7 separate regions of the Mus musculus genome follow, and all the other regions are linked to region 3. A link is a contact called in public promoter capture Hi-C data. All regions are on one chromosome and are shown on one strand. The core of a region is the stretch at or near the end of the contact, and the rest is flanking DNA. Distances in the headings are between cores, read along the strand shown. Region 1 overlaps Macrod2 (mono-ADP ribosylhydrolase 2). Region 2 holds the start of Naa20 (N(alpha)-acetyltransferase 20, NatB catalytic subunit). Region 3 holds the start of Snrpb2 (U2 small nuclear ribonucleoprotein B). Region 4 holds the start of Crnkl1 (crooked neck pre-mRNA splicing factor 1). Region 5 holds the start of Esf1 (ESF1 nucleolar pre-rRNA processing protein homolog). Region 6 holds the start of Tasp1 (taspase, threonine aspartase 1). Region 7 holds the start of Macrod2 (mono-ADP ribosylhydrolase 2).

The links. Promoter capture Hi-C pulls out the DNA fragments that hold promoters and counts their contacts.
Region 1: a contact with region 3 is called in a promoter capture Hi-C map of hippocampal neurons, with 5 times the contacts expected there. The contact joins the enhancer-like site here to the promoter of Snrpb2 in region 3. A contact is called at or near these places in 4 of 39 promoter capture datasets (the 3T3-L1 cell line, frontonasal cranial neural crest, hippocampal neurons and 1 more).
Region 2: a contact with region 3 is called in a promoter capture Hi-C map of pre-B cells, with 4 times the contacts expected there. The contact joins the promoter of Naa20 here to the promoter of Snrpb2 in region 3. A contact is called at or near these places in 1 of 39 promoter capture datasets (pre-B cells), 1 of 484 Hi-C or Micro-C datasets (B cells) and 1 of 9 other capture datasets (adipose tissue).
Region 4: a promoter capture Hi-C map of pre-B cells shows a contact between it and region 3, with 5 times the contacts expected there. The contact joins the promoter of Crnkl1 here to the promoter of Snrpb2 in region 3. A contact is called at or near these places in 3 of 39 promoter capture datasets (liver and pre-B cells), 2 of 484 Hi-C or Micro-C datasets (CD4 T cells and pre-B cells) and 1 of 9 other capture datasets (adipose tissue).
Region 5: a promoter capture Hi-C map of liver shows a contact between it and region 3, with 7 times the contacts expected there. The contact joins the promoter of Esf1 here to the promoter of Snrpb2 in region 3. A contact is called at or near these places in 12 of 39 promoter capture datasets (the 3T3-L1 cell line, the C10 cell line, the HPC-7 cell line and 7 more), 2 of 484 Hi-C or Micro-C datasets (CD8 T cells and liver), 5 of 115 datasets of contacts at active chromatin or transcription factors (astrocytes, embryonic forebrain, embryonic stem cells and 2 more) and 3 of 9 other capture datasets (adipose tissue, embryonic stem cells and liver).
Region 6: a promoter capture Hi-C map of pre-B cells shows a contact between it and region 3, with 6 times the contacts expected there. The contact joins the promoter of Tasp1 here to the promoter of Snrpb2 in region 3. A contact is called at or near these places in 6 of 39 promoter capture datasets (the 3T3-L1 cell line, cranial neural crest, hippocampal neurons and 2 more) and 1 of 115 datasets of contacts at active chromatin or transcription factors (astrocytes).
Region 7: a contact with region 3 is called in a promoter capture Hi-C map of hematopoietic stem and progenitor cells, with 5 times the contacts expected there. The contact joins the promoter of Macrod2 here to the promoter of Snrpb2 in region 3. A contact is called at or near these places in 11 of 39 promoter capture datasets (the 3T3-L1 cell line, 3T3-L1-derived adipocytes, cranial neural crest and 6 more) and 1 of 9 other capture datasets (liver).

Annotation. Positions count from the first base shown.
Region 1 is chr2:140,838,652-140,842,137 of GRCm38.p6, forward strand. All of the region lies in intron 4 of Macrod2 (mono-ADP ribosylhydrolase 2), which reads left to right. Among named protein-coding and RNA genes, the nearest start is that of Flrt3, 170 kb to the left of the region's middle. Within about 2 kb of position 1,465, at least 25 of the 459 cell types and tissues checked have an H3K27ac peak or open chromatin away from gene starts, as enhancers often do. A contact at or near this core is called in hippocampal neurons, where this site is marked.
Region 2 is chr2:145,901,343-145,904,782 of GRCm38.p6, forward strand. Naa20 (N(alpha)-acetyltransferase 20, NatB catalytic subunit) reads left to right here and starts at 1,899. Exons shown (of 6, transcript NM_001141965.1): 1 at 1,899-2,020. The coding sequence starts at 1,968.
Region 3 is chr2:143,061,432-143,065,331 of GRCm38.p6, forward strand. Snrpb2 (U2 small nuclear ribonucleoprotein B) reads left to right here and starts at 1,638. Exons shown (of 7, transcript NM_021335.3): 1 at 1,638-1,667; 2 at 3,111-3,199; 3 at 3,745-3,900. The coding sequence starts at 3,136.
Region 4 is chr2:145,932,986-145,936,434 of GRCm38.p6, forward strand. It overlaps Crnkl1 (crooked neck pre-mRNA splicing factor 1), which reads right to left and starts at 1,715. Exons shown (of 14, transcript NM_025820.3): 1 at 1,569-1,715. The coding sequence starts at 1,619. Cfap61 (cilia and flagella associated protein 61) reads left to right here and starts at 1,799. Exons shown (of 27, transcript NM_001369121.1): 1 at 1,799-1,855.
Region 5 is chr2:140,168,385-140,171,994 of GRCm38.p6, forward strand. It overlaps Esf1 (ESF1 nucleolar pre-rRNA processing protein homolog), which reads right to left and starts at 2,174. Exons shown (of 14, transcript NM_001081090.1): 1 at 2,093-2,174; 2 at 1-71. The coding sequence starts at 30. Ndufaf5 (NADH:ubiquinone oxidoreductase complex assembly factor 5) reads left to right here and starts at 2,262. Exons shown (of 11, transcript NM_027093.4): 1 at 2,262-2,549. The coding sequence starts at 2,328.
Region 6 is chr2:140,065,351-140,068,985 of GRCm38.p6, forward strand. Tasp1 (taspase, threonine aspartase 1) reads right to left here and starts at 1,455. Exons shown (of 14, transcript NM_001159640.2): 1 at 1,404-1,455.
Region 7 is chr2:140,393,027-140,396,752 of GRCm38.p6, forward strand. Macrod2 (mono-ADP ribosylhydrolase 2) reads left to right here and starts at 2,404. Exons shown (of 19, transcript NM_001013802.3): 1 at 2,404-2,695. The coding sequence starts at 2,650.

The sequences.
Region 1 (3,486 bases), core at 215-2,714, 2.2 Mb before region 3:
TACCAGATAAGTAAGAGAAAGCCAGGAAAGGTTGACGAACACGTGGCTGGCAGTGAGCAGCTATGTGTGACCAGGTCCAGAGAAGTCCAGAGATGCAGAGTGAGGAACCCGTCTTTTATTTGTATGAAGATAATTCAAGCTACATACATGGTTGCTCAAAAATTCTTTGGATCATTTTGGTGATGCAGAACAGGAGAATTTCAGAGTTTAATGATTAGTGGACTAGGTTTTCTTTGAGCAGGTGGCATTTGGTTATCCAGGAATTGTGTTGTGATGGTGACAGAGATGAGGACTGACAGGACTGAAGAGGACTGTTCAAAACAAATTTGATAAAATGAGTATGCATATTCTTTTTAGAAAATGACTACCCATTGTCTGAAAAAAATATTTATGGTCTTTAAAATTTTTGTACTCTAAATGTGGCTTTCATCATAGATAATCTGAAATATTTCTCTGGTTCAGTATATAAATTCATCATTAGACTCAAGAACACACAGTGCAAGCATATCTGTGAAGGCCCATCTTCTATACCATTAGCTAGACTGAACAGGAAATATTTTTCTTTTTCATAAATAGAATATATGTATAGAAAAATTACATGTAATGAGATCTTTGAGAGTAATTTTAAGAAATTTCTAGCAAGTAAGTAGTTTTTTGCTCTTCAGTTTACATGACTGCCATCTGAAGGGAGAGAGCTTGAGTTTCCAAGAGTAGGGGAGTTCCCACCATCAGGGAATGAGAAGACTCATGTGGGGGTGTTATTGGGGACATAAAAGTGGGAGATGAGAAGAATCTGAGCATCTATGTAGGAAGCATGGGACCACATTACACTGCACAGTGAAAGAAATCCTGGTTAGGGAAGAAAGTGCAGAGGGTGGGGGAGGGGTAAAGTCATTAAAGAAAACTCTGAATTGCTCATTTGGAAACGGAGATGTATGGATTAGGCTTTGCTGCTTAGAAGCAAGAACGCAGCTCAGCTCAGCTCAGAATCCATGTTTCTTGCTGTCACTGAGGTCTGCTCCTTACCTTTTTACAAGCACATCCACATTCTACTCCAGAGAAAAATCTTGTCTGAAATCAAGTTTGTCCTCTCCTGTCTTAGTTTATATAGTTGTTAGAGGCAAAGATCAAAGCTGGAAAAGGGCAACTTTGAAGGGGAAACGCCTTTCCTAATTCGTGTTTAAGATTCATTTTTTTTTTTTTTTTCTATTCTGGTTTCCTAGCAAAACTATGCCTGCAACTGGAGGCCTAAGTTGTGCCATCTGCATACATAACATCACACACAAATGAAAGCAGATGATGGAATTTCACCTAAGGTCTGAATGTGCCCAGGAAGCCTTCACTGGCTTCAAATGCCTGCTTTTATCTTATACATCGAGAAGCCCATTCAAGCCTTCAGGGCTTTGCCAACTTGGCAAGAGAGAGGGTTGGCAGACTTCCCACACTGGATTTCTTTTAGTTGAAGGTTTTGAAGTGGGTCTGAGGCTGGTGAGTGAGGCTGTGATGAAGGCTGTGTGGAGTCCTTGTGAGGTCTCCTATTTGTTGACTGCGAGCTTTTCATCACTGGGCATGAATGAGAAGCCTCACTCCTTTGCGAGGGTATTCCCCCTTCTCTGTTCATTTTAAGCTCTCTTAGAGAATTTCCAGTTACATATGAAGCTGGGAGTTCTCTCAGCAAATGCCTGTTTTGACAGCGAACCTTAAAGACACATGGCAAAAGTTTAAACAGGTCCTAATTGGTGGAGTTTAAACACTGTATATAGTAATTAAACAGTTACATTAATAATAAAAAACCCTACAGCACTCTTATATTTTTCATCTTTAATCTCTCTCAAAATTTCCTTAACCTTAAATTCATGAATGAAGTGAAGGAAATATAATTGCTAACTTGTCCAAATACTTGATACTCTGATACTCTGTTGAAAAAAAGAATTAAGTTGATGTCTTAATTGGAGGTGGGGCTTGTTTTAGCAGGGAGCCGCTTTTCTTTTGCATGTATAGTGCACATGTGAAAGTTTACTGATGTGTATGTTTGCATGTGTGTGGGGTATGCATGCACCTTTGGTTGTGCATGCATGTGTGCAGGTTCACATACATGTGTGTACACATGTATGTGAACAGTAAAAGTTTGATGTCTTCCTTGTCTGTGATATGTGCATTTCTGTTGTATAAGGTCCCTTGCTGAAAATGTTGCTCAATTTGGCTAGTCTTGCTAGCCAACTGGCTTGTGGCATCTCTCTGTCTGCCTGCCTCTAGAGCTTAGATTGCAGGCAGGCTTTTATGTGAGTGCTGGTGAGCCTCACTTTGTTCTCAGAAAGTATTTTACTGACATGTGCCCAGCCTCCACATACCTCCTTCAACATGAAATTCCCAGGAAGAGTAAAATTATAGATAAATCATTGTTGCCAAAATAAAAAAGGCGAGACTACTTTAAAAACACATCAAAGACTAGAGTTTTTTTATTTTTTTGGATTCAGTAATACCTAAATTGTTTCTCTGTAAGTATTATTAAAATAAAGCATCATAATGGAATGTTTATATATTGTGGAGCTTAAGTTATCTCTCTCCTTTAATGTTCCTTTATGATCAGTATATATGTTCTACTCCCCATGCAAGTTGCTTTGAAATTTCTTCTCTTCCCCCCTTTTGTTTTTCCAAATTTTGAATTGTTAGGGTGTGTGTCTATATTACATGTGGTGGAATTATTAGTTCATATGGGTGTGTGTGCATGTACATGCGTGCGTGGGAGCCAGAGACTAGCTTTGTGTGTCTTTCCTCCATTGCTTTCAACCTTTATTTATTTATTTGGACATGGTTTTTCATTGGTTTTCACTGATTCTCTATGACCAGCTGGCTAATGAGCTCCATGGACCTGGCTGTCTGTGCTGGACACAGGTCTCTGTGCCTGGGCGTATGGAGGTCTAAGCTCAGGAACGCATTCTGGTACATTTACCCACTTAGCCTCTGCCTTACCATTTCCCAAGTCTTCTCTGACTGTTCCACACATTTGTAGAGTGTACTTTTGTCCTTTTGCCTCCATTACCCTTTTTACTCCTCATTCAAAAGAAACCTTCCTTCCTTCCTTCCCCCCAACCCCCTTCTGTTTTCACGTCTTTCATTTATCTTGTTGTTTTAGAAATACTCTGAGTTTACTTAGGGTTGTTGACATAAGTGTAGGTTGAGTGTTATTTCCTAGAACAGGGCACTTTAACAGTGAGTACATCAGTGTACAGTCACCCTCTCCCAGTAACCATTAGCGGTCAATAGTTTCTCAGGGACAAGTAGGCCTCAAAATTACCCGCAACTATGGCGGAATATTGACAGGCCCCATTTTGTGCAGGTCTTCTGCAGGTAGCCACAGCTACTTGAGTTCATGAGTACAATAGTTATGTCCTGTCCAGGAGACAGCATTTTGTAGCACTTCTCCCCTTCCTCTGTCCATTAGGTTCTTTATGCACCTCTTCTGTACTATTCCCTGAGCTCTGA
Region 2 (3,440 bases), core at 649-3,148, 2.8 Mb after region 3:
TCTGTTTTTTATTGATGTTTGACACAGGGTCTTGCTATGTAGCACAGGCTGGTCTGGAAGACAAGATTCTCCTTCATCTTTCTAAGTCCTGGGATCATGTTTGAATATGCTGTGTGTATTTTACTTATAGTTTTCTTTGTATAATGATACACTTATTCATGAAAAAAAGCAAATTTACTTACATTCACTGGCTTAAAACATTTTTATTCTTGAGAATTTCATACACACATACAATGAAATATGAGCATATATACACCCATCAAATTCATATTCCCCCACATGTCCCCCCCTCTCAATTTTGTCTTTGTTTTAACCACATGCATTTAAAATTTTCCTTGAGTAGACTACCATATCTCTCTTACTGGTTAGTTCAGACTCTTTCTGACTTTGTCCATTTTTTCCATTTGTATAAGCATCATAACCTCAACTTCCCTCAAAAATATATTTTACTGTTCATTTCATGGCATATTTTGCCAAAGTAAGTGAATAGAGGGTAGAAGCTGAACTCATGGTGTCAAACTCCACCTTTCTACCATAGTAGCAGTTATATATATACTTTCGGGCCTGTCATACCCATGTTTACAATTATTCATTGTATAATTTACTTCATCAGGCTTAGAGACAAAGCTTGGCGAGGAGCCACTGGGACTACCTGCTCTTTCAACCATTTGCTTTCTTCTCCACCACACCTGGCCCTCAGGTTTGGCCAAGGAATTCCCAAGACACCTGCGGAGCAACTGAGTCCCAAAGGAGTTGGGGATGTGAGTCTGCTGTAATGTAGGCATCTCGCTGAGTTGGATTGGTTTGAGCTCAGCAGCATGTTCTCCAGGACCACCCCAACTGCTGGTAAGGAGAAGAGGGGAAGGCAGCTTCACAGCCCGACAGTACATAGTCTCCTCAGTCACTGGGTCTATGCCGTGGAGACGCTGGGCTGGTGCTTAAAATGTAGCAGGCCAGATGAAAGAATGTAATTCCTAATGGTTAACTTTCAACTTAGACATGAGATAATGTTTCATTTGGTTATTTGGAAACATGTTTGGATTACTTTGATAGCTCTATCATCTTGTATGCATGTATTTGAGACGGTCACACTATGTGTCCTTGACTGGCCTGGAACTCACTATATAGACCAGGGTTTTCGAGGCTCACTAACAGCCTCTTGTCTCTGTCTCCTTACTACTGGGATTACAGGTGTAAGGCACTATTCCTGGCTTGATCTGCTCTTTAATCACACATTTATTAAAATCAGCATCGAAAACAAATAGTTCTGATCATTTTTCTCTCGGATTAAAATAAACTGCAAATATATGGACCAGATTTCAAAGTCTTATTGCCAAAATAAGATAAGATATTCACATTTTTTATACAGATAATCTTTCTTTCTTTCTTTCTTTCTTTCTTTCTTTCTTTCTTTCTCTTTCTCTCTCTCTCTCTCTCTCTCTCTTTCTTTCTTTCTTTCTTTCTTTCTGTTCTTCCTTCCTTCCTTTCTTTTTCTTCCTCTCTCTCTCTTTCTCTCCCTCCCTCTCTCCCTCCTTTCCTTCCTTCTTTCCTTCCTTTCTTCTAAATAATTTTAATGTGCTAGAAAATTTAAGGTCACATCCCTGGTTCATGACAGTGGTTGAGAGAAGAGGCCCTGAGCCATCCTTTTAGGGATCACTTCCTAACTCACCCTGTGAAGCATCTTTGTAGTTTTGAAGCTTGCTTTTACGATTTGGCTCTCTGACTCCAGCTTCTTTCTCCTTGTTACTACTCTGCCTACTTTTTGGAAAGGGTCTGCGGGGCGCGGATCATTAAGGCAATTGCTGATTTCAGCCGCCAGAGAGAGCTACGACGCTACTCTTGTTGCCCAGCAACCTCTGGTCCGGAAGTAGTTCTTTGTCCCACCCCATGGCGGCCGCGGGCGCGAGTACTTCCGGTAGTGCGGGCGCGGGGTCGCGCCGAGCGGGTTGGAGGCTGGCGGCGGCGCAATGACCACGCTCCGGGCCTTCACCTGCGACGACCTGTTCCGCTTCAACAACATGTGAGTGAGGCACGGCCGGCCTCTGTCTTCGCGGCGCGGGACGGGGTCAGCCTCGCGGGGCCGTGGGCCGGGTGGACGCTGCGCGGGCGCGCTGACCGGTGACCTTGGCCGAGGCGCGGCGCTCCCGGTGCGCCCGGGATGATGCGGAGCCGGGCTGGACACCCCGCGCCCGCTCCCTGAGGCGGCCTCACTGCGGAGGGAGGGCGGGGAAGGAGCGCGGTCCTGGTTAAATTGTATCCCAGTGAAGTAACCTTGCGATGCTCCGGGCCCTCTCAGCAAGTTGTGGTTTGTGCTTGGTAGTTACAGTAGCGGAGCGCCCAAAGTAGACTGCCTTGGGTTTTTTTCTTTTTCTCTTAAAAAAAAAAAAAAAAAAAAAAAAAAGACAGGGTTCATTTCGTATCCCTGGGCTCCAGGAACTCTCTGTAGACGAGGCTGGCCTAAACCTCACAGATATGTCTTCCTGTCTTACTAGTGCTGGGATTAAAGGCATGCCCCACCACACCCAGCTAGACTACATTTTTTTTTTTTTGGTTGGGGATCCAATGTACTGAAGACTCCCCGGTGCTGTGTGGTTTCTTTTCAGTCCAAAATTTAAAAACCCGTGATTTGCCGTTCTCCCCTTCTCGCTTTTTAAAAAGAAAAAAAAATTTAGTTTGGAATCCAAATTATGACCATTTAAAAAGCTCAGCATTTCACCGCGAACTCCTGTAGACACATGACCTCGGTTATTTGCTTGATATAACGTAGTAAGAAGTATGGACCGGAAGGTTTAGGTAACAGAAGGGAAGAAACTCTGGGATGATGGACATTTCAAAGAGGGGATGAACCTTGATGAAGGAAATTTGGCAAGGAGGAAACTCTGGAGAAGGCTGCAGGAAAATGGAGTGTGAAGCAGGGTAGGCCTTTGCTTCAGGTGAAGCCAGGTTTAATTATCGTGTTTAATTGGTTCAGATCCGATCTTGTGAGATTTCGGTTAGGTCCCGCTTGTGTTGAATCCTCTGTGCATTTTAGTACTTGTGGCAGGCGCTCATGTAATAATAGGCCCTTAAATCTTCACAAATTCTGTCATGTGCTGATGTCCTCAGTTTCTGGGTGAGGGAAGGGATTGCACACACAGAACCCTGACGTGGAGTAGGTGGAGACTGGCCCTGGTGGTTGTTAAAAAATTGGTCCCATGGAGCTGGAGATGGTTCAGTTGTTAAAAGTACTGGGTGCTCTTCCAGAGGACAGGGGTTCACTCCACATGGAGGCTCACACTTGATTGTAATACTAGTTCCAAGAAGCTGCTGGCCTTTCCTGGCTTGAGTAAGCACCAGGTATGCATGTAACACACAGACATATAAAACCCATACCCATTCAATAAATGAAAAAGGTTGATCCTGGCACTCAGGCTGAGGTTGGAGGATCACAAGTCTGAGAT
Region 3 (3,900 bases), core at 388-2,887:
GTTCACGGTGTGATCAAATATCCTGCAACAACCTGGAAAGCCTCTTCCCCTTCATTCCTTACCAAATCCTATTTCAAGTCTTAGTTTCCCAGTCATTCAAGAAACCGATGAAGACCCATTCAAGAAAGCTTGCAGTGGGAGAGCCGGGTGTGGTGGTGGTACATGTCTTTAATCCCAGCATTTGGGAGGCAGAGGCAGGTGGATTTCTGAGTTCGAGGCCAGCCTGGTCTACAAAGTGAGTTCCAGGACAGCCAGGACTATACAGACAAGAAGAAAAAAAAAAAGCTTGCAGGGATTACTCATGGATATAAAAATGTGTTCATTCTTTATAAGTGAACCTGGAAAAGAGCATAGAAGCCACTGACACTGAGTTGTCATCGGACAATTTCTTCTTTGCTGTGCAAAAGGTATAGTAGCTGAGACTCAAGCTTTGATAGAATAGGTATGGCATTTCTTTAAATCTCTTTATTTTTTTCCCAAGTGGAGTGTCCTTGCATGTTTATCAATTTGCTTTTTGAAAATAGCTACGAACTCTCTCTCGGCCAGATGAATGTATATAACACAGGCAGGTTATAGCTTATTCCAATGCTCTCATTACCACCAAGCACAGTTAATCAACTGCTCAGACCTTCTGTTGCTTAGAAAGTGTTTCGTATTTACTTGATGCCCTTTTGCTAAGAACATACTCGATATTGTTTTTATAAAAGCCAAACTGGTTTCCATATCTATGTAATTAAAGAACACTTTTTCTGTGGTTGTTTAACATTATTTCCTACATTTACAGGATTTTCACTGGATATCACACTTGTTTTATTATGACCTAATTTTCACGGAACTTCATTCAATCGTCTGAATCATATTTATCGAGTATAAGCCATTCTCCTAATCACTTCAGTGAAAAAAGCATATAAAATTACTACTCTCAAAACACTATTTCCATCCTGCAACTTCATGTGACTTTCAAAAATTAGAAACCTCAGGCTGGTAAAATCAACCAATTTGGTCCTTACCCCAATTTTTAGCCTAGAAAAATCCAAGCATTTTGTGAGGAAAGGAGAGGGTGGGGGAGTGGGCGGGAGTTAACTGTGTCTAAGTGAGTTTAGGCTCTTTAGTTTGCTCGCTCCTGAAGCCTGGTGAGAGTACCATCAACGACTAAAATTCTCTTTGTTCAGGGGTCGAAGACTGGGCTGCATCTAAGACGTAATCTATAGAGTGCTGGCTGGTGTGTTCTTTCAGACTCCTGGAGATTGACAACTAGAGATTGACAATGGTGTTAAGTCAAGTTGACCAGGACCCATAGAAAGGCTTGACTAACTTGTGGCTGGAGACAGGCTCCTGTAAAATTGTATCACATCCTATAGTTGGGAAGCTTCAAAGTCGCAGTAAGGGAAACGACCCCCTACCCTTCCCTCCTCTGCCTCCACAGCTTGGCCCCCGGGTCCTAATTTGATCCCTTCCAGTTCTCCCCCTTTCCACAAACTTCCTAGCCCACAGGAATGCGCGTGCGCAGAAAGATTCCGCCTTGGCCGGCCGGGGCGAGGAGGGCTCGATTGAATCGGTGCTCGACTCTTCGACTTCTCTGAGTTCGATTGAGGAGTTTGGCCGCCCTCTTCCGGCGCGGGGAAGCTCTTCCGGTATTAGTTTCAAGCGGACCGCGCCGGCTTCAGGTGAGTCTCTCGGGTTCTTTTTCGCTGTGGCTGGTCTCAGGGTTTGGCGGGATCCGCCCCGTCCGCGGTAACTGAGCCGGCGAGGGCGAAGGTGTCGTCGGTTGCGTGGTCCTCGGTCCGCGGACGTATAGGAGGAAGGGACGGCGACCCCAGGGCTGGCGGAATGAGGCCCGGCGTCACAGCCTGTTCTCTGCAGGATGGTTGGGTTTTTAATGTCAGAGGACCCTGGTGTTGGGTGGATTGGCCGGTGTGTAAAGAGGCTCAAGCGGACACATAGGAATTAGCCCAGGGGGAGAGAATGGCCCGTGACTTGCTTGGAGGAGCAGGGTGTGCAGTTCACTGTGCACTCTCGGCCTCTTCTCCCCGGCAGCCTTTGGGTTTCTGGTGCCCTTGCACTATTTCAGCCCAAAGGAGCTAATGCCAGAGCCTGTGCTCTTGTCCCTCTCTTGAGTCCCAGCCCTTCTCCAGGTTCCCATGTAGAGAGGCAAGCCTGTGAGAAACGTTACCTATTATCCGTTGCCTACATAGTACAGGCCCTTCCTATAAGTTGTTCAGAGCAGCTTGTTGTGTGACGTTAAGACACTTGTGTCCTTTAACGAGTGATAGCTATCGATAATAAATAGTAACTGTAGATGCTAACTGGTGCAGACTGATACATATCTGTCTCATAATTTTATAGGCTCCATTTTATAGGTGCTGTTAGTAGCCATAATTTGTAGCTGGGGACTTGAGACATTAAGGAACTTGCCCCCCATCGAAGTAGGTTGTAAAATCGTAAACAGAACTTAAATCCGTATCTTATTGATACAAGAATCTGAGCTCTGAACTGTCAACCTTGACCACTCTTGAGACTCACATAGTGGGAAAGAGACAGAAGTGAAAGCCCCTGAGAGGTCGTTCTCTGACCTCAACATACACGATGGCACAGGTAAACAAACACACACACACACACTAATCGTTTAAATCAATACATTCATGAGTGCATCTATGAACTGTCTTAATTTGTATTGTTCTATTACAATGACTTTTTAAAACTAGGTGCGTGTTTACTGATCTTTCACAAAATGTTCAAATCATTTTACTGAAAAACCATTTTCTGGTGAATATGATCAAAACACATGACATTCTCAAAGAATTAATAAATATACTTTCGAAAGTTATGTCATTATGTAGATGAAAGGACAGTATCATTTAAGTGGGGATAAAAGAAGTATATAACCTTGAATAATATGTTTTTAAATCTGCCTATGTATTGACAGATTCTACCAATTTGTAGAACCTTGGTATTGTCCTTCCAAGGTTTGATCTTGAGAGCTGTTTTCCATTTGACTAAAAGAGATGGCTGTGGGAGGTAGGGCGGGGTGATTAAGAGTTGTGTCATGCTGTACACCTGCGTGATTTAACCCTCTTTGCTAATAACTGATTATTTATTATTTCTTTTAGGCTATTGGAAGGGTTCTACCCAAACATGGATATCAGACCAAATCACACGATTTATATCAACAACATGAATGACAAAATTAAAAAAGAAGGTATGTTCTTTTAAAAACACCTTTTTACAACCAAACTGTGCTTATTTGTTGTATCTTAAGAATGGTCTCCATCTCTTCTCTAGTCATCTTGGTGCTCAACAATGGTTTATTCCATTTTTACACACCTTTCAGGTTTTTTAATATAAGAATATACAGGGATTGAAGTGCTTTGAATTGTTTTAACTCACAAAGGGGGGGGGGCGCTGGAGAGGTTGCTCAGTGGTTAAGAGCACTGACTGCTCTTCCAGAGGTCCTGAGTTCAAATCCAAGCCACATGGTGGCTCACAACCATCTGTAATGGGATCTGATCCCTTTTCTGGTGTGTTTGAAGACAGCTATAGTGTATAATATATTAAGTTTAGTATATATATATTAAAGTTAGCTTACAAGTGGTTTCAAATAATTGTTTAAATTGGTTAGCCAATGGGACAGTGGTTTTTTGTTAAATCACTATAAATAAATGAATGGTAGAGATGGTTATTGTTATTTTATGAAGAAATTAATCATTGTTTCCTTCACAAATGTTTTCTTTCTTATTTGAACAGAATTGAAGAGATCCCTGTATGCCCTTTTTTCTCAGTTTGGACACGTGGTAGATATTGTGGCTTTAAAGACCATGAAGATGAGGGGACAGGCTTTTGTTATATTTAAGGAACTGGGTTCATCCACAAATGCTTTGAGACAGTTACAAGGATTTCCAT
Region 4 (3,449 bases), core at 465-2,964, 2.9 Mb after region 3:
TCCTATTTTGGGTAGTGCTCTCCACACGAGATTTTAAAACCCTTGTATATTTTCCAGGACATAAACTTCCTAAGAATGGCAGGGTGGTGGCACACACCTTTAATCCCAGCACTTGGGAGGCAGAACCAGGTGGATTTCTGAGTTCAAGGCCAGGCTGGTCTACAGAGTGAGTTCCAGGACAGCCAGGGCTACACAGAGAAACCCTGTCTCGAAAGAAAAAGCCCTCCTAAGAATGTGCCCAAGATGCCATCTTTGAATAACATCTTCAATTCTCCATGAGGGGCAGGGGGAAAAAAAAATCACACTCCTTCCTCTTTATAACCTGCTTAGAGAACTCCTCTACATATTTTAATCCTTCTAGTGGACAAGCTGGTTTTCCATGACATTTTAGGCCAACTGAAACTTGTTTTTACTAAGTCTCCATCATTAGCCTGTAAGCTTTTAGAGCACCTGAAGCTATAGTTCCAACACAGGAGCTTAAAAGTCAAATGTGTTCAAGTGCAGATGGACCCTAAGTTCTAATTGGCCTTTTTACTGCTGTGATCGAACATCACCAACAAAAGCAACCTGCAGAGGAAAGAGCTGACTGATTGGCTTACACAACTGGACCACAGTCTTCATGAATGGAAGACACGGCAGGAAGCTGGAGGCATACCAGCTGTGCTCAGTCTGCTCTCACAGACTACACCAGAGCCCCTGCCCAGGTGTGGCACTGCCCAAGTAGGCGGGGGGGGGGGGGGCGTCCACATCAATTGGTAATCAAGAAAATGCCTCACACACTTGCCAGCAAGCAAGCTTAGGGACGAATTTTCTTAGTCCAGATGCCTCCTCCTAGATAACTTTATCTTGTGTCAAGCTGTCAAAAACTTAGTCAGCATGCATTCCCTGGCTTTTATGACTCAGGATAGGGGTTTGGGAGCGGGGGTAGGGGGGAAGCTACCACATCAGACTTTTACAATAATTACATGTGGAAATAAGAACTTGTCTCAAGACAAAATGGCCAAATCAGACTTCCAGAGAATGACTGTATGTGATGGCTAAGTGCAAGATTTGACACTTATTAAGTATTGATGAAGTATCAACCACAGTTGGAAATATAACAATTTACTATCTAACCTAAATTTTATGCCATTGCCCAGAGCCTATCCTCTGCCATTCTCTTCACTGCCTAACTTTGATGCAGCCTAAGTGTTAACTTCCTTCACAAAGTTTACCCTCAAGTTTACAGGCACCCTTCTGGCTCTTGCCCATGGCATATCTACACTACTTGGATACATCTATCTGGGTTGCCATTTCGCTCTCTCTCCAGTTTTAGTGGAGCACTCTTGCCCGGAGTAAAAGTAGGGGATCCCCAGAGACTAGCAAAGCAAACAGTTTACCGAACCGAACCGATGCTTTGCAACCCTGGAAGGAAGGCTGGGCAGACGCGAGACGAGCTCGGAGTGACAAGACCCTGCGCCACCTCACCGACCACCTGTCTTCTTGGACCGCGGCACAGAGATCGCTGTCTCGAATCTCTGGTGCCCGACACCGCAGATGCTGTTCGGGGGCTCCTCCCGGTCGCCTACCTTGGCCACTTTAGGAATGCGCTGTTTCCCGGCCGCCGTGGAGGCTGCCATGACTGCAGCCGTGGAACTCGAGCGATCCTGGCCGACAACCGGACTTGAGAAAAGCACTTCGAACCGGCCGGCACAACAGAGTCAGCCACAACAAACTAGATACCGGAACCGGAACCGGAACTTGCGAAGACGACCTTTGACCGCCTCACCAGTCAGGGGAAACGCCGCGTCGTTTCCTTAGCAACTGTGTGCGCGTCCTCTGTGGAGACTTGCGGCTTGCTGGAGCTGCGGGTGAGGTGGGTAGGGCGGGCTGCGCCGCAGGGATATAGGGCTCTGGCGGCGAGGGCTCATCCAGGTCTATCTCCGGGATGCGTGCAGCTGTAGGCCGTGGCACCTTTGAGGGGCGTAGAAATCCATTTCAGGTGTAGAAACTCCGGGGAGAAGGGAAAAGCACCGAGGAAACCCTGCAAGCAGCCTGGGCAGCGGTGCATTCTGGGATTTGTAGTCTTTCGAGTTCCCGCCCCCTCGCCTTAGGCTTCCCCGCGATTGGACCAAGTTAATAATCTTGAAATGTGGATTTTTTTAAAAAAAAAATCAGAAGAGGTATTTTTGAAACAAGATGTTAGAGAAAGGTGGAAATTAGTCAGTAGCAAAGCACCTACAGAAACTGATCAAATTTTTAGTCTGTAAATTTTTTTTTTTTTTTTTTTTTTTTTATTTTCCGAGACAGGGTTTCTCTGTATAGCCCTGGCTGTCCTGGAACTCACTCTGTAGACCAGGCTGGCCTCGAACTCAGAAATCCGCCTGCCTCTGCCTCCCAAGTGCTGGGATTAAAGGCGTGCGCCACCACGCCCGGCATGTAAATTTGTATTATCTCAATTCTCTTATCCTTAATATCCTTAGCTATAAAAGGATAAAAGTATCTATTTCCTTAAGATTAAAGAAAAAAATCTGTCTCTGTAAAATACTCGCTAGATGTTAGTACGTATAATATCTGAAGTACATTAAAAACAGTGATTTAGCATATAGTTAAGATAATTTTTTAAAATAAAAATTTTGGAATTGACAGCAAAATTGGGAAGGTGAGCTTTTCCTACTCTTTCCCCACCCTCAAAGGACTTTCTACGATCCATCCCCACCCCGTGTCAGTTACAAGAAACTGTTAGAGTTTACTTTTGTAACAGTCTTGAGATTTAGGACAACGGCAAGATTTTTTGTTTTGTTTTGGAGACAGGGTTTCTCGGTGTAGTCCTGATTCCCTGGTTGTCCGGGAACTCACTCTGTAGACCAGGCTGGCCTGGAACTGTCAACATCCTCAGGGTACCTCCTGTTCATCCTCCCCCTCGAGCCTTTGTCCATCAATACTCCTTTTTATCAAGCATTTTGTTTGTTTGTTTTTTAATTCCTTCTTTGAAAGTTTTGCGTCTTAATCATAGCCATTCCTCCAGCTTTCCCCAGATCTACCCCACTCCCTATTCACCCAACTGTGTGTCTTTTTGTTTTTTAACCTTTGAAGACTAATTCGTATTGCCCAGATATTCTTGGATATGTGGTCTACTGGAGCTTGGTCAACTTACCAGAATGTTATACTCTTAGAGAAAACTCATGCTTTCCAGCAGCTAAAAAATGACCAATTTCTCCACTGCCAGGTGTGGTATTGTGTGCCCATCTCTCCATAAGGGGATTTGGTCTGGCTTGAGTTTGCACAGGTTTTGTGCTGCGCTGCTGTGTCCAGATGTTTTCTGTAGTCGTCCACTGCCTCTTGAGCGCACACACTGCCTCCTCTCTGATAGTGAGAGCCTTGGGGGCTGAGAGAGTGCGGACACTGGACTGAGGTAGCAGGGATCGATTGATCTATTTTTTTTTAATGTCTCTGTAGTTCTTTGTAGA
Region 5 (3,610 bases), core at 924-3,423, 2.9 Mb before region 3:
GTCATCCATTATTTCTTGTTTGGATGACATTTTTAAAGTCTTAATGAAGAAATATCCAGAGAAACCAAATACTAAAAATAAATAAATAGATAAATATTACAATGATGAATGGTTAATAATTAAAATATTTTTTAAAACCACATTTGTTCATTGTGTATGTATGCATTCTCATTCTCACTCTCTCTCTAAATACACAACATTAAGACAACTTAAATTTAATTTCACCTACCCAAACTATTCTGGGTCAAACATAAAAAATAAAGGCATAGCAAAATATAATCCTTCCCTTACAGATCACTTGAAATAAACTTGTAAACCAAGGTTTTATAAACCTAGGGTTTTGAGGAGGGCAATGTTTAGTAGCTGACTGCCCTCAGAATTTTTATAGTTCTAGCTTGTACTTGCCATCAATTAAAAGATTATTCTTGGTGCATAGAGCCACACACGTAAAACCAAGATTCTGAAGGCAGAATCATGCTTATTATGAGGCCAGATCTTAGATAGTTTCATAGGGAATTGGTGGTCAGTCTGGGTTACCTAGTGAGATTGTTTCAAGAAACCAAAGACAGATGCTGGGGAGAAGGCTGAATCAGCGAAGCGCTTGTAATACAAATACAACATGGATTTGATACTCCAGAACACACACACATAAAACAAACAAACAAACAAACAAACAAACCCTGAATGCCTGTAATCCCAGAGACAAGAGGACTCACTCCCTAATCATCCAACTTAGCTTACTTGAGGAGCTTCAGGTTCCAATGAGAGGTTCTGCTTAAAAAAAAAAAAAAAAGTGGAGAGCAATTGAGGAAGACACTAGCCATCACCTCTGGCTCCATATACAAGCACCCTTCCAAACATATGAGCACACACGTGCATGGGTATGTGGGCTGATGTAATCATCTACAGATGCAACAGACACAGGAAGACAAAAACAAAAGATTCTGAAATCTCAGCTGGTCTAATTGGGTTTTCATAGTCTTGTTTCATTCTCTTTGTTAATGTTTACTTCATAATTGCATAAGCTTTTGGTTTTACAAAGCTGTCTCTTAACTAATGAGGGGCATTTAAAAAAAAATCAAATCAGATTTACCTTAGTGTTATTTCTATAAATCCTAGTTTCTATCAAGACCCAAATTAGTCTCAAACTACAGTTAACAATTGTCACGTTCTTCTTAATAAATTTTTCCATGTGTATGGGTGTTAAGTATTCATGTGTGTCTGCATATCACTTCTGTGCCTCCTGCCCATGGACGCCTGAAGAGGTCTTCTGAGCCCCTGGAACTGGTTTTACTGACTGGACAATAGTCAGCCATCAAGTGGATGCTGGAAATTTAACCTAGGTCCACTGAAGACCAGCAGCCAGTGCACTTAACCACTGAGCAATCTATCCAGTCCCAAATGTCGCTTTTTTATAACATTTTATTCTCAAAGTGACTAAGGCCTAGATAGGCTATAAACACACAAAAACGCTCACAGAAGTTTGTATGCCTAATGTTCCTTTGTAAAGCGTCCCTGGTGGTTGGATTTCTCCAGATTTCAACTTTGCAAAAAAGTCAGAAGTTTCTGTATGAATAAAAGCTGACTGACCAAACAAGACAGTATTTACGCCCCTCACTCCTGCGACAGACTGTACGCCATCACAACAGGCTAGCCTAGCCTTGAACTGCAATCACTTCTGTCTCTCGGCCTCAATACTGGAATTACAGTGTTGCTTTACTTCAGAACCCTTTACATTCTAATAGAGAGAGAGAGAGAGAGAGAGATACTACAACACCTGGAACAGCTGTACGACACAGCTACCACCTCAACCAACTGCAGTGCGTGTGAATGTTGGAAATGGAAGCCCACGGCGAACATGGGATGTTCAGAGGAGCGAAAGCAACTGGACAGCACTTGAAACGCTTCCCGGTCTCCCTCAAGTCCACCCACCCTCTGGCCTGGGAGCTCCAGGTCAGCTCGTCCCGAACCATCTTCCCACCTCACAAACTTTCGGGGCAAGTTACTCGGCTGCGTTCTCTGTCTCTCTCGAGAAGCAGCTCTGAAGAGAACAATGAGGCCAGAAAGGGACCGGACTATAGGGGCTACTCACAAATCCCAAGGAGAGCCCGACGGGCGACCGCACAGTTTCCCACCACTCTTCTCAGATCCCAGTCTGAGTTCACATGGAGCGCACTCCCACAATCCTCCGCGAGACGCTCCGTCTTAACGGCACGCGAGCTGGGCCAAACTACTTCAACCTTCCGCCTTGGAACTGCGCTAGTCGTAGTCCCGTTGGCGCATGCGCCTAATAGAAACCATGCCCTGCTGTGGCGCCCGGGCTGAAGATGCTGCGAAAGGTCGTTCTTTTGCGCCTCTGCCCACTGCTTGGCCGGCCAGCGGTCTCTGCATCGAGCGGCAGTCGCAGGGAGGTCGCTTCTGGTGTCCCTCCTTCGGGCAGCACCTCGCCCAGAGCCCTAAACATCTTCGACAGGGAATTGAAGAGGAAGCAGAAGAATTGGGCCGCCCGGCAGCCCGACCCCATGAAATTTGACTACCTGAAGGAGGAGGTGAGACTGTGGGGCTGCGACGGAGGGAGGCGTGGAGCCGGGTAGGGCGGACCCACCCACCCGACTGTGTGACCTTGAGAAGCTTCACTCTCTAGAGCCTTTCTGATTTTCCGGGAAGCACGAGAGGCTCCGATAGCATGCGGGGCAATCATTCATTCGCTTTGCAAACACTGCTTGAGTTCCAGGGAAAAGCAAGATCATTTAGGAGTGAGTAGGAGACACATAGACAGGGAATGTAATTGCAGCAAAAGGAAGGTGAAGAAAAAGTGAGATAGCGGTATTGGTGACTGCGGTGGTCAAGAATGGCTGTTATGGCGAAAAGTGAGAGATTAGTTGAGCCGAGATGAGAGATGGGACGAGTCTCCTAGGAAAAGGAAAAGTGCAAAACTCCTAAGGCCAAAAGGACGTGTAGAGGCCTTCAATAAGTCCTTCCATTCTGTTCAAGAAAAGCTTGTAAGAGACTGAGTACAAGGTGTGGATAGTTGACTGCATCCCGGATGACGCCAGTCCGGGGAAGGGTGGTACTTACCATACGATTTCTTTTATGTTGTGTTTAGGAGATGGTCGTCTATACTTTTCCAGACTTGGTGTTTACTAATTTGCAAGCATTGGCTGTCTTAATTTATTATGTAATATATACCAGCCTGACCTCGAATTCATAGAAATCCACCTGCCTCAGCCTCCCGATGTTGATGTTGGGTTTGAGTTTCCGAGACAAGGGTCTTTTTAATATATCCTGGTTTGGAACTCATAGTCACCGTGTATTCCAGACTGGCCTCAGACTTGTGGTAATCCTGCTTACTCCTGAATCGAAGGACTATAGACATAAACTGCCACACCAAGGAGATCGTTAATTTTGATTTCATTAAATTTGCTTCTAAAGTAATTTGCTTCCGTTTGTTTTCAGGGTATTTTATTATTTCCATAATAAAAAAATAAAGTATTTGTAAAGGAAGTTGCTGTGGGACAATAGCAAATGGGATAGAAGGAAACACTTCTGTTTTGAAACATATGTTGAATCTTAGGAAAAAAAGTTACTTTTCTGTTAAGCCTGCTTGGTG
Region 6 (3,635 bases), core at 205-2,704, 3.0 Mb before region 3:
GGGGGGGGGGTAACATAAACACAAAGGAATGAGGCATTATTACATAGCTATGGACAAATCTTGAAAACATTATGCTCACTGAAAGAAGCTAGACACAAAAGGACACCTGTTACATACTTCTATTTACTTAAACCGTACAAAACAGAAAGATACATACTAAACCATGGATCAGAAGTTGGGGGAAACTGGAGAAGGGTAAGTAACTGTACTGGGCACAAGATATCTGGGGAAGGTGATAAAAATTGGTCTGGAACTAGACAGCAACGACATACATACAACTTTTGAATCCTTAAAATGAGAGAGGGGGAGAGAGAAGCTTACAATTTAAGAGGATTTTGGTACTGTGTTGATTACACCTCAATAAGAAAAAAAATAAAATAACCAGGGTTGGAAAGACAGCTCGGCAATAAAGAGCACTTGCTTCTAGCGGACCTGAGTAAGTTCCTAGCACCACTCGCTGGCTTACATCCATCCTTGATTCCCCCAGATGCCCTCTACTGGCCTGCACGGATATGCCCATGCTCGCGGTGCAGACATTATGATGCAAGCAGTCACACACATAAACTAAAATAACCCTCTCCCCTCCCCCAAAAAAAGGCAAAACCAATCTATCCGTGCAATGAATGCAACATATACAAAACTGCAATTTCTAGTTTTAACCATATTATACACATACACTTGTCGGTGACATCTACAACACCTAAGAAATTATAAAGCACAAAATCCTTAGTGGCGGCAACTATGTTAATCTCTTGTTCTGCAATTCCCAAGCATTTTCTAATAACCACGGCCACTGCTTCTAATAACCAAACGCCTGAGTGCGTAAGATAAACTCCCTTAGCTTGTTATTCAAAGAAAGGTCTTGGTTCAATGGCCCCCAATAAACCTTCCCTTCCTCTCCTCGGTATAATTAAGTTGAACTCGGAGGAATCCCTATGCCTTCTACTTCAAAACACCTCCAGTTTACAGCTACTCGCCCGCCTCTCCAGCATCTTCACTGACTCAGTCCTAGCCACCTCTACACTGACTGGATGCTACATGTCCCTCGGGACGCTAACCCGGGCTCTAACAGACTCAGGGAAGCTCTGACCCCACCGCGACATCTGTCTGTGACACATCCCGGGCCCGCTGTGGACCTGGGACACGTGAGTTCCCTGTAGCCTGGGACTGCACAGCGCGCGAAGAGCTCCGAGAACTCCGCAGCCAAGGGAACTGGCGGCCCCCACGCGTGACCACAACTCCGGGCCGGGGAATCCGTGGGGCCCTGCGCCGGGCCGGACAGGTGGCGCCGTGAGAGCCGTCCCGAGCGGTGGCGTGAGGACGCCACGCGGGCCTGCCGGACCATACGGAGACCGAGGCTAGGCAGCGGCGACGCGGACAGCGTCAGAACGAGGGACACTCACCCGCGTCAGCGCAGAGCACTCACACACAGGAAGTAGTCGTTCGCCCGTTGCCAGGGTGAGGAAGCGGGAGTGGCGTAAAGCCTTTCCATTGGTCGACGTGCACACGTGGCCGGAAGCAGACGCCCCGCGAGCCTGAGTCCTAATCGCCTAGGCTATAGCGTCTCTCTCTTTAAGCGTTTGAGCTGAGACACTCCGCGGTTATTTCTGGCTTCTGATATCTGAGGGTTTTTTAAAATATGTATTTATTGGCCTATTGGGGGTTTGTTTGTTGTCATAGCTATACAATCGCCGTTGCCCACCTTGCTTTCATTGTGCTCGGTAATTAGCTTTGAGGATGTGTCTACCTGTTACCCACGAAGTTGACTGACGAGCGGGTTGCACGTTATGAAAATAGTAGCCATCATTGATGAGGGCGTTGCAGAAGAACCCTTCCCTCATCCATGTAGCCTTGACCCCTATGGAAAAGCAGGATTCAACCTAGGTTTTGTTTAAGTGGGAGTCAGAAAAGGTAGTTAGTCTTTAACTGTCCAAGATCAAAGACCAAGAGCCAGTAGCAATCCTTGTAACTAGTATCAAGAATGGTTTGACAGCCTGTTTGTGGGGAGCAGAGATTAGAAGGAATAGAACACTGCAGGTTAGGTATCAGTCGTCTGAGATACTTGAGAAGTATTTGGGAATTTTCTTTTCTTCAAATTTTGAAATACTTGCTTATACATAATAAAACGTCCTGGGTGATAGGTTATTTCTCCAACGGTGAAATGAGCCAATTCAAACCAATTAAGATTATATTAAAGGCAGAATATTGGGAAGTTGCTTTCAGGGGAGTTCACTGGCCCCAAGGATTGAGGCCAGGGGAGCATTGGAGGTGAGAGAAGAGAAGGAAAACAAGGGAGACCAAAATATCTTGATTATAGAGGGAAGAGCCTCTGGGGGAAGGGCAGCTCGGCCGCTGGACTGGAAAGTTCAGGGTTGGGGCAGGGTTCGCCAAGAAGGGACTGAGGGATGCTGAGTGAAACTGAAGTTCAGGTGTGCTTTGGTATGTAAAATATGCGCCTCAGTCCCTTGTCCCTGGTCCCAAACCAAAGCAGTGGATGAGACTCCAGTTGCAAAAATACTCAGCTGTATTTCATGCAGACCTTATACACAGAGACTAAAGGTAATTTTGTAACGCATTTTTAAATAGTTTTGTGCACAGTGTGGGAGCAGCTGAGGTTTTGGATTTTTAGATGAGATGTTTCAGCATGTATTTTCACATGTATCCTATGTGAGGTCTCAGACCAGCAGTTTAGAATTACCTAAACTCTTACTTAAAAATGCAAATTCTTAGAATCCACCTAAATGAATGTTTGTTGTTTTGTTTTGTTTTGTTTTTTCCGAGACAGTGTTTCTCTGTATAGCCCTAGTGGTCCTGGAACTCACTTTGTAGACCAGGCTGGCCTCAAACTCATATCCGCTTATCTCTCTGCCTCCCTAAAGGCTGGTCTTTTAACAAGCCCTTTGGGTAAATGTAACGCACCTAAAGCATTACTGGATTGTGGAATTTCTTGGTTTAATCTTAGCGGTGGAGCAGGAAGGGTGATAAGCCCGACGCCCCAGAAGAGGAGAGCAACCAATAACGGGGCTTTTAGATGATCAAGAACGAAGTGCAAGAAGGCAGTTTGAGGATGAGGAGTTTAGTGATTTTTATCCTGTCATCCCTAGATTAAAATATGTGAATTGAAAAAAAAATTCATCTGCTGGTAATCCCAAACACATAATTAATAATTCTTATATTGTTTAAGATATCTTCTTAATAATTTTCTTTTATGGGTAAAAATTAAGAGACAGTTATGAAATTTATCTGTGTAAGCAGCACATAAGATTTGAAAGGGAATGTAGAGAACAGTAAGGAAAAAAATTCTTTAGAACTTTTTTTCAGATTTTGTTTTTTGTTTTGTTTTTGTTTTTCGAGACAGGGTTTCTCTGTGTAGCCCTGGCTGTCCTGGAACTCACTCTGCAGACCAGGCTGGCCTCGAACTAAGAAATCCGCCTGCCTCTGCCTCCCAAGTGCTGGGATTAAAGGCATGCGCCACCACGCCCGGCCAGATTTTTTTTCATTTAATGTATATGAATACACTGTTGCTGTCTTCAGACATACTAGAAGAGGGCATCAGATCCCATTACAGATGGTTGTGAGCCACCAAGTGGTTGCTGGGAATTGAACTCAGGACCTCTGGAAGAGCAGTCAGTGCT
Region 7 (3,726 bases), core at 1,154-3,653, 2.7 Mb before region 3:
AAAAGTCCTTAATTTCCACCAATGGGATGGCATGGTCTTCTCTGACAAGACAGTGAGAGATGTGGTGGTGAAGAGACTGGGTAGAGGTCAGAAGTGAACAGCGAGGCTGGTGAGGAAGTTTCTCTAGTGGCTCAGGGTGATCCAGACAGCATTTCTGTTGGAAACTAGAGCATTGCAGACTAATCCACAAGGTAAAATTGAGCAGATTCGATATGAACACGAAGGCACGAGAAGGACCTGGGTGGCGCTTGGCTTTTCACACTGCTTACCTGAGCGTGCAACAAAGGTATCCAGACAGGAGCACTCCAAGGAGATCAAATGGAGGGGAAGAATCATGAACTGTTTTGAGAGCTGAACATTTCCGGAATGTTTGAGAGACAGTTTAACCTTTTTGGAATGATACTTTTTATTATTATAATAATTACCACTAAGTACTTAAACCATTACTTCGTAAATATCATTGGCTCAACACAATAAAAGCCTTTGAGCTGACATGAGATGTTAACAGTGCAGCATGGTGGAAGGACATGGTGGAAGGACCCTAGGCTGGTGTGCAGCCTCCCTGAGGAAGAGCTACCTGGTAGGAAGCACTCTCTGGCAGACACCTAACGTTGAGGACTTTTAAATAAGTCAAATTTTTCCTGAATGAAATATGATCTTTAGATGCTGATCTGGCTCATAATGACATCATGAAATACCCAAGGCAGGCTACTTAGGAAATAAAGGTACCCCCATTTTGCCATATGGTCCTGGAGGCTCAAGTCCAAGACTAGGTGGCCCCATTAGTATGAGTCTCTGGTGATGGTGCCACATCATGGATGGAATGTTACATGTCAAGCTAGAAAGCAGAGAAGCACAAACAAGACTCTCATAATTCTCTTTGGAAACAGGCCTCAGTGACATCCCTAGGACCTACTTCTTAAAGGTCTCACCACCTTGGAATTGTGGCACATTCAGGAAGAAAGCTTTGGATGCTTGGTCCTTTGAGGGACATCCTCCATGTGTCAAACCACACCTCTTGGTTAATGTTAACACTGCCTTGACCATCCATGAGAACTTCGTCATCTTTCCTCCCAAAGTCTACCCCATTGCCATTTTATCTGGATTCTACATGAGTCAAAGCCCTTCTTATTTCATTATCAGTGTGATTTCAAAGGCTTCCTTCTTGAAGCTTTTTTCTCCCAACAAAAATAATGTTTTATGTATTTGATAGCATTTAAAGAAAAATCCCAAAGAAAAATGTCAAAATAAATATTACTGTTTTATGATGTTGTGAATTCATTTTTAAGTCTCATTACTCAAACATTCTTCCATTCTTTACAATTCTCAGCTTGGTCTCTCTTTTCCCTTTTCTTTGTCATTGTCATTGTCATTATTATTATTATTATTATTATTATTTTAATGCGTTTTACTTCTCTTTGGTGGAAGGCAGTTTAAGGTTGAGGCACGAGAATCCCTAAATTGTGGCAAGCCTGAGCTACAAAAGACCCACTCTAAAAAACAAACAAACGAACAAACCGTGTTCCCTAAAGTTATTTGCCAATGCATATAACTATATTGATCCTAAATTGATGAATAGATGTGAGTTTCCCAAATCCACTAAGCCAGCTTCGTGGAGAGATAAGTTTGGGGTGCAAAGAAGAGGGTGCAAAAGTTCTATGTTCTAGGTCACTGCTCTTGAGGTAGATTCTCTGGCAATTGGATTTCCTGAATCATGAGAGAACTACCTAGGATGGAGCTAGATCTTTGGATGAGAAGTTGTTTTGAAGTCAATCAGGAATAAAAGACAACCAGGCACTAGTTGGATTTACTTTGATGTGGGACTTGGTTCTCATACATTTTGGTCACCAGATCTTAAAACTCTCGAGTTGGCCCTGTGTACTGTGAAGCTTTTGAAACTTCACAGAATTCTAACTAAATCTCTAACCCACGATTGAGCAGCGGGTTGCACACGGTCTGGATCTTTTCTTTTGGTTCTATTTGTCCACCGAGAGGAAAGCGTCAGGTAAAACCTGTTCAGACGAGGCGGTTACAACTTCTAGGACGGGTGACCTCTTCTTCATTCTACAGTCCCCTAGACTCTCATCATTGTCAGCGGGGTCTGGGTCATCAGGCACACCTGCTGGCAGGCCACGCCCTCAGGCCCTGCTCCTCCCGCTCCCCGCAGGCGGTGGCTGCACGCCCCGCCTCCGTCGTGAAGCAGCCTCCCCGCTCCTCGAGCTCTGGCCCCGCCCCTTCCAGCTCCCCAACGTCCTCGGCGTCGAGCCCAAGCCTGCGCCTGCGCCTGCGCCCTGAGGCTGAAGTAGGGGCGCGCCTTGGCTAGAGCCGGGAGAGCGGCGGGCGGAGCAGCCAATGGGCGGCGGCGCTGCCTGGCTGCCGGGAGGCGGGGCCTGCGCGGGTGTTAGGTTAGCGCGAGGCGTGACCTAGTTGACAGGCTCTGAGGTGCTGCTGTGGCGGCGGCCGCCTGGCAGAGCGGGCGGGTCGAGGGAGGAGGGCGGCGACGGGCCAGCGGCTAGCGGCGCGGGACGCAGAGCCTTTGCACTTTTCCCTCCCGAGTGTCCCCTCCATCCACCCCCCACACTCCACACACCCTGTTTGCCCGTGAGCCTGGGGAACTTGCAGCTTAAAGCCAGCCACCCCCACGGCAGCATGTACCCCAGCAACAAGAAGAAAAAGGTGTGGAGAGAGGAGAAAGGTAACCGGCCCCGCGACCCCGGGGACGGGCGGCGGGTGGGTGGGGGCGGGGGCCCGGCGGGGCGGCGCGACGCCCTCCGCCCGCAGCCTCCTCGCGCCCTCTCTCTCTCGGCCGGTGCCGCTCCTGCCCGCGGCCGCGTCCACGCGCGCGCACGCCACCGGCCACGCGCCGCCCGGGCACCTGCGGCTCGCGCACTTGTGGGCGCACACCCCTCCGGGCGCCGGGTCACCTCCTACCCCGCGTGCTCGCCTCCCGGCAGGCGCGCGCCCCCGGGCTAGGGTACAAGTTGGTCAGGACCCCAGCTGGCACTTTGTACCTCCCGCCGGGTGTCCCGCGGACCGGTGCCGGCCGGCCGGTGTCGCTCTGGCTGCAGTTGCTGAGCCTGGGGAGCATCTGCACCCGCACCTGCCTTCCTCCGGTCCCAGCCTCTGTCCTCCTGACATCCCAAAGTGGCTGGGGTCCCCGCTATGCTCAGCTGCAGTGTGACTTTTGAAATTTGGAACCCAAAAGGAGCATCTTGTCGGAGAGAATAAGTGCCCTCGGAGAAGTCTGAATGGGCTTTCCTCGGCAATGTGGTTCTCTGTTGCATCCTCATTCATAGTGTGAAGTCGCACGGAGTAAGACAGCGAGCACTCTGTGAATGAACCCTTCCATCCCTGAGTTTTGTGCACATCGAGGCTTATCCAAATCCGTTAGATTGACAGCGGCACGGATTCCTTTAAGAAATAGAACTGTGCGATAAGTTCTTTTTCTCCTCCTGTCTGTCTCATCTCAGTTTCATAGGTCATATTGTGATGTAATGCTTGATTCTCTGGCATATTTTTCTTCATCTTTTTCTTTCTTCTCTTTTAACCTGTTTTCTTACCTCAACCTCCGACCCCAATTTCAGAAAAACTATTTGCATTGCTACTACCAACTTGCACCAAATTTGCATATAAAAGATGGAGCAAGGGTGTACCATTTCCTCAGGACTGTCTTCTTACGGAACGGGGCTAAAGGGGGTAACTCAGTTGAAAGTTGATTTTCTTGCT